Linked DNA regions of Mus musculus: region 1 is linked to region 2. A link is a contact called in public promoter capture Hi-C data. All regions are on one chromosome and are shown on one strand. The core of a region is the stretch at or near the end of the contact, and the rest is flanking DNA. Distances in the headings are between cores, read along the strand shown. Region 1 holds the start of Dus1l (dihydrouridine synthase 1-like (S. cerevisiae)). Region 2 holds the start of Hmga1b (high mobility group AT-hook 1B).

Region 1 (2,714 bases), core at 35-2,534, 34 kb before region 2:
GCCTTGTGGGTGTTGGGAACTGACCTCAGGACCTCTGGAAGAGCAACTAGTACTCTTAACCTCAGAGCCATCTCTCCTGCCCCTCTTATTTACTTTATTTATTTTTTATTTTATTTTTCGAGATAAGGTTTCTTTGTGTAGCCCTGGCTATCCTGAATTAGCTCTGATCTAAATCAGGCTGGCCTCCAACTCACAGAGCTGCTCCTGCCTCTGCCTCCTGAGTGCTGGGATCAAAGGTGTGGTGTCACCACCCAGCTTCCTGTCATTTCCTTACAAGGCAGAAAATTAAAGTATCATAAATGGCTTGAGTAATGCATATATATTACATTATATCATTATACCGTTATACATGTATCATTATACATACATATATCATTATAAAGTATGTATCAGCAATTGTTCCAAGGCTGGAGAGCAGGACTCAATGGTTTGTGGAGTTGGAAGTCTGACCACAGAGGGAAAGGCTGGAAGCATGTGAGTTGCACGATACAAACTCTGGATTCTGAAAACTCGAGGTGCATGGAAGCAGTGTAGAAGGATTAAAGAGTGGTCAAACAACTCAGACATGGCGGTTCAGGCCTTGAATTCTGTGTTGGGAGGCAGAGTCTGGTAGATCTCTCTCAGTGAAATACATCACTACTATTAAAACAGTAACAGTTTACGGCCATAGTTTGGTTTCCTGTTTAAAATACCCTGACAAAAAGAACTTAGGAGAGAACTTTTTTTATTTTTGTTTTTGAGAGCTGGGGAGGGTTTCTCTGTATAGCCCTGGCTGTCCTGGAACTCACTCTGTAGACCGGGCTGGCCTCGAACTCAGAAATCTGCCAGGCCTCTGCCTCCTAAGTGCTGGGATTAAAGGCATGAGCCACCACTGCCCGGCCCCATATCTCTTTATGCATGTTCCTTCCCTCTAGCAAGCGACTCATTACTCGACAAAGGCCTGGCCTGCTGTAGCCTTTTCTACCCAGGATCTGAAGTAATAATTCTTTATCTCGTTTCCTATTGTGGTGGTGTACTAAATTTACGTCTTGTGTCTGCAGAACCAAGGGCTGCTCCTGGATTGCGGAGGTGGGTTGGGGGATAGAGGTGGGAGGAAAGGCCTCCGAGTGCCAATTGTCTGGAAGGGACAGCGTGACCCCGGGCATGCGCAGTCTGTTCTTGCTCAACTCTCTCGTTTCCACAAGGCCGGTCCCTTCAGCGCTGAGCTGCAGTTTCCGAGGACTTTATTTTTTGCTGCACCGCAGACGGTGCGGAGCGCCTGGCAGTACGCTTCCGGCTCCGGCACTTCCGGCGGCGTTGCGCTGAGTCTGAGCCACGGCGCTTGGCGGCTCCCGCCGCCTTCGTGCGGGTCCTGCTGGCGGCGCCGCGGGTCAGGCAGAGGCTACGGGGCCTTGTGTGCCCCTTTCTTTGGAGCGTGCCCGCAGTCACAGACCTTCATCGAGCCCTGGCCAACTCCGACGGTGCGGGAAGTAGTCCTAGTTCAAGCCCCGTGGACGTCCGGTGGCGGTCTCGGGCCCCAGCCAGCCCAGGGGTTAGGTAGGGGCAGCTCAGGGGGCTCTGGGCCCGACCAGGAAAGGAGCCGTGGAGGCTGACGTGCTCGCTACTCTCCCAACCCAAGATCCGAGGCGGCGTCAGGCCTCGTGCAGCCGGGTGGTCTCAGCTGTGCAGGTCCCACAGACCTGTTCATCCTCCACACCCGCTGCACCAGGCTGGCGTTTAAGGGGAGAAGGTCCAGAGAGGGTGAGTGGTATGTCAGGGTCACTGCCAGAAAGGTGGAGGGAGGGCACCTCAACCCTGTGCCTACGGATACCTCTCTTGTTTTCACCGTGTTCTTGGGAGAGCCGACAGCAAAAGCTGACGAGAGCGGTCAGCTCCTGGAGTTGAACTTCGTACCCTCCTGGGGTATGATGGTATACCATGGCTGAAATGAGCGCTTGTTCCTCTTCTGCCCTTAGTGTGGAGAGGATGCCCAAACTGCAGGGTTTTGAGTTTTGGAGCCGCACCTTGGGGGGTGCCCGACATGTGGTGGCACCCATGGTGGACCAGAGTGAGCTAGCTTGGAGACTTCTGAGCCGCCGCCATGGAGCCCAGCTATGCTACACCCCTATGCTACATGCCCAGGTCTTCGTTAGAGATGCTAACTACCGCAAAGAGAACTTGTATTGTGATGTGTGCCCCGAGGACAGGCCTCTCATTGTGCAGGTGAGCTGAGGGACTGGGTAGCACCTAAGCTCCAGACCCTGTATATAAGGACAGCATTCCCAAGCTGTCCCTGTCATATACATATAACCCAGGAGAAGGGTCGGGGTCCCTGAAGTCCTGCATGACACATGCTGCTGAGTGGGCATCCCCAGAACTGGGAACTAGCCAGAGTCCCGGTGAAGGGGCAGCTTGGAGGACGTGAGGAGTGTAGCACCAGTGTCACCTTGATCCTTCTCCGTCTCAGTACCCTCCTGTCGAGAACCAACAGTTCTTTACAAGTCTGTGCCAGTGGCTTCTGTTACATGTCATTATAGCTCATATTCCTAGTGGTTGTCATATTGTCAATGTCGGTGGAAAGACCATAGCTCACTGAGTCACCATGGGATTCCTCACAGGGCTGGGTGGCCTAGGCAGGGAGAGTCCTAGGCCTGGGCTGACCGAGGGTGGCATTCGTGTCTTCTTCAGTTCTGTGCCAATGACCCAGAGGTGTTTGTCCAGGCGGCTCTCCTAGC
Region 2 (2,700 bases), core at 99-2,598:
TATTGTGTGGGGGAGAGAATACAGGCAAATTCAGGAGGATGAACATCTGACGCTGGTAGCAGCAGCAATAGTGGGTATCTAAGAATGAACATGGAACAAAAAAAAAACAACACAACCGTCCAGAGGTAGTTTGTGAACAGAGGAGAAGATGGAACCAGAACCATGGGGGGCAGGGAGGAGCGAAAAGGAGGGGGCGGCAAGGCTAGCTCCTTAGTGCCCTGCGGGAGGAAGGAACAGCCTAGAGTGGACTGGGGGAGGCGTGTTGGTGCCCGTTTGCCTTTGGTGGAGGCGAGAACAGGCCCTTACTCTGGAGATGGGCGGTAACCCCATCTGTCTAGTCTCAGGTGAGAACATTAAAGTGGGTGGAGCCAACATCATCCTACTTCCTGTTGTCAAGGGGCTCAGCCAACCCAGTGCATGATCTCTGTAGGGTGGGGCAGGAGGGGCTGAGAAACCCACCCGGTGATACTTTGGTGGGGACATGCTGGGATCTAAGCATCCCCTGCCCTGACCACACTGCTGCTGCTAGGTCAGCCACTGGGCCTTGTCAGAGTGAGATGGGGCCGGGGCCCCTTAAGGCCAGGGAATGCTCCCAGGACCCTCTACGGGGAAGCCAGGAACAGCAGGGCAGAAGGGACCCGCAAAACAAAGCGCCCAGAGAGCCACGGCTCTGAGGGAGGTGCGCAGCAGGCCGGGCTGCGGCTAAATGGGAAGTTAGCCTTGTCAGGATGGGGCAGGTGTGTTCGGGAGGAGGGCACAGGGACTGAGCCGAATCCTGCTCCCTTGGGTGCTGCGGAGCAGAGCCTGCAGCTGGTGCCTGGTGCGGTAGTGTGCAGTGGGGGCGGGGAGGGGCCTGGGAGCAGGGCTTCCAGTCCCAGGGGACAGCTGCTCCTCAGTGGCTATGGAGCAGGCGGCACTGCGAGTGGTGATCACTGCTCCTCCTCAGAGGACTCCTGGGAGATGCCCTCCTCTTCCTCCTTCTCCAGTTTCTTGGGTCTGCCCCTTGGTTTCCTCCCTGGAGCTGTGGTGACTTTCCGGGTCTTGGCGGCGCCCTTATTCTTGCTTCCCTTTGGTCGGCCCCGAGGTCTCTTCGGAGTTGGCACTTCACTGGGCTCTTTCTGACTCCCGACCAGCGCCGTCCCAGGACTCACCGGAGGCTGCTTGCGTGGCCTGCCCCGGCCTCGCTTCTCAGTCCCATCCTTTTCCTGCTTGGAGGCCAGGGGCTGGCTGGACTTTGAGCCCGACTCGCTCATTCTCCTTCTCTATGTGTGGGGCAGCACACAGTGAGTGCCTTCTTGGAGCCGCGCCAACACCAGAAATAGCCCCGACTCGGAGTCCCAATTAGAGGCGACTCTTGTAAATCTAAGCATGGATTCTGGGGTTTCCTGCCCCAGTTGCAAACCCTGAGTACCTCTGTGCATCTCCTCTTCTCTGAGCAGAGACCTGGTTCTTTGGAGCCAGTTAGGAGTAATCAGAGAATATTGTGCACCTCAACCCGTGTCTGGCGATTGTTTGAGGTGTGCTGAGGGTCTCTTGTCTTGTGTGTCAGGGTTCATGGAACAAGTACTCACGATCCAGTGAGTCATAGCAGGTCACACGACATCTGGGCCGGGCAGGAGGCTCAGATGCCTCATGGACAGCCCTGGGGAGGAGGTGTGCTCAGACTGCCGCCTTTCCCTTGCTCAGTCCAGGCTCTGCACTGAGACCGTGTGAGTCGCTGAAAGGAGGCAGCTGTACTTCCAGTGCTCTATAGTGCAGGGACAGCAGTACCCTTCCCCTGAGCATTCCTCCGCACTGGTCAGAAGGGTGCTCTGGGACCTTCCTGTGGCTCAGGGGACAGCATACACAGTGGGGGCCCGGAGCCCAATCATTTGCTGCTGCCTGGCAGTTTCCTCATAGCTAACAGGGACAGATCATGCCTGCTCACTGTGTCCTTGATCCCAGTCTGAGCAAACCACCAAGTCCTATAGCCAACCTCCAGGTGGCACTGAATACTGGTGTCTGGCCTGATCTATCCAGTAAGATCAAAGCCCTTCCCCTTCTATGACAAAAGCTGTGGATTGTGACCAACCTGCTGTCTGGTGGCCATCGGAACTCCTGGGAAATGGTGGCCTTTCAGGGATGCCAGTTGGCCACCAGGCAGGAGGAAGTGGTTTACCAGGAAGGGAGCATCAAGCTCCAACGTCTTGGGAAGACAGTCATCTGCTAGCTTCGCCCTTAGGAGCGCATTTCTCCTAAGATGTCTTCACCCTCCACAGCTCCTGCTCTATCTCCTGTCACCTATGTTGTCTGAAGACTTCTCTATCCAGAGTCATGTGCTGAGCCCTAACTACAACATTATGTGAGGACTGTTGTATAACAGTTTCCTTTGAAATTAAAACACCCCATCCTGCATGGAAGTTCCTTAAGTAGGGATGCAAACAACTCATATAGTTTCAGGAAGTTCCTGAAACTGACCAATTTCACAAGATCCCTTGCTGTCAGGGTAAGCAACAAAAGCTGAGAGTCTCTCTCAGACAAACCAAGCAGCAAAGAAGAAAGACTGCAGATCAGAGCCCAGAAGACGCAAAAGTCAGCTGAGTTACCTACCTACTGTCGTCATCTCCACTCCGAGCCGGTGGTGACAAGAACGACACAGGCACCAAGTCGGGTTCATGCAGCAACATCTTTACTTCAGGCTCTTTCTTTTACAGCTCTCTT

The links. Capture Hi-C pulls out chosen DNA fragments and counts their contacts.
Region 1: a contact with region 2 is called in a promoter capture Hi-C map of adipose tissue. The contact joins the promoter of Dus1l here to the promoter of Hmga1b in region 2. A contact is called at or near these places in 1 of 39 promoter capture datasets (embryonic stem cells), 1 of 15 datasets of contacts at CTCF or cohesin (embryonic stem cells), 1 of 484 Hi-C or Micro-C datasets (liver), 6 of 115 datasets of contacts at active chromatin or transcription factors (double positive thymocytes, embryonic stem cells, microglia and 1 more) and 3 of 9 other capture datasets (adipose tissue, liver and pancreatic islet).

The regions. Positions count from the first base shown.
Region 1 is chr11:120,794,965-120,797,678 of GRCm38.p6, reverse strand. It overlaps Dus1l (dihydrouridine synthase 1-like (S. cerevisiae)), which reads left to right and starts at 1,284. Exons shown (of 14, transcript NM_026824.4): 1 at 1,284-1,536; 2 at 1,956-2,202; 3 at 2,668-2,714. The coding sequence starts at 1,966.
Region 2 is chr11:120,761,442-120,764,141 of GRCm38.p6, reverse strand. Hmga1b (high mobility group AT-hook 1B) reads right to left here and starts at 1,348. Exons shown (of 2, transcript NM_001166477.1): 1 at 1,152-1,348; 2 at 1-1,118. The coding sequence starts at 1,253. The coding sequence ends at 930.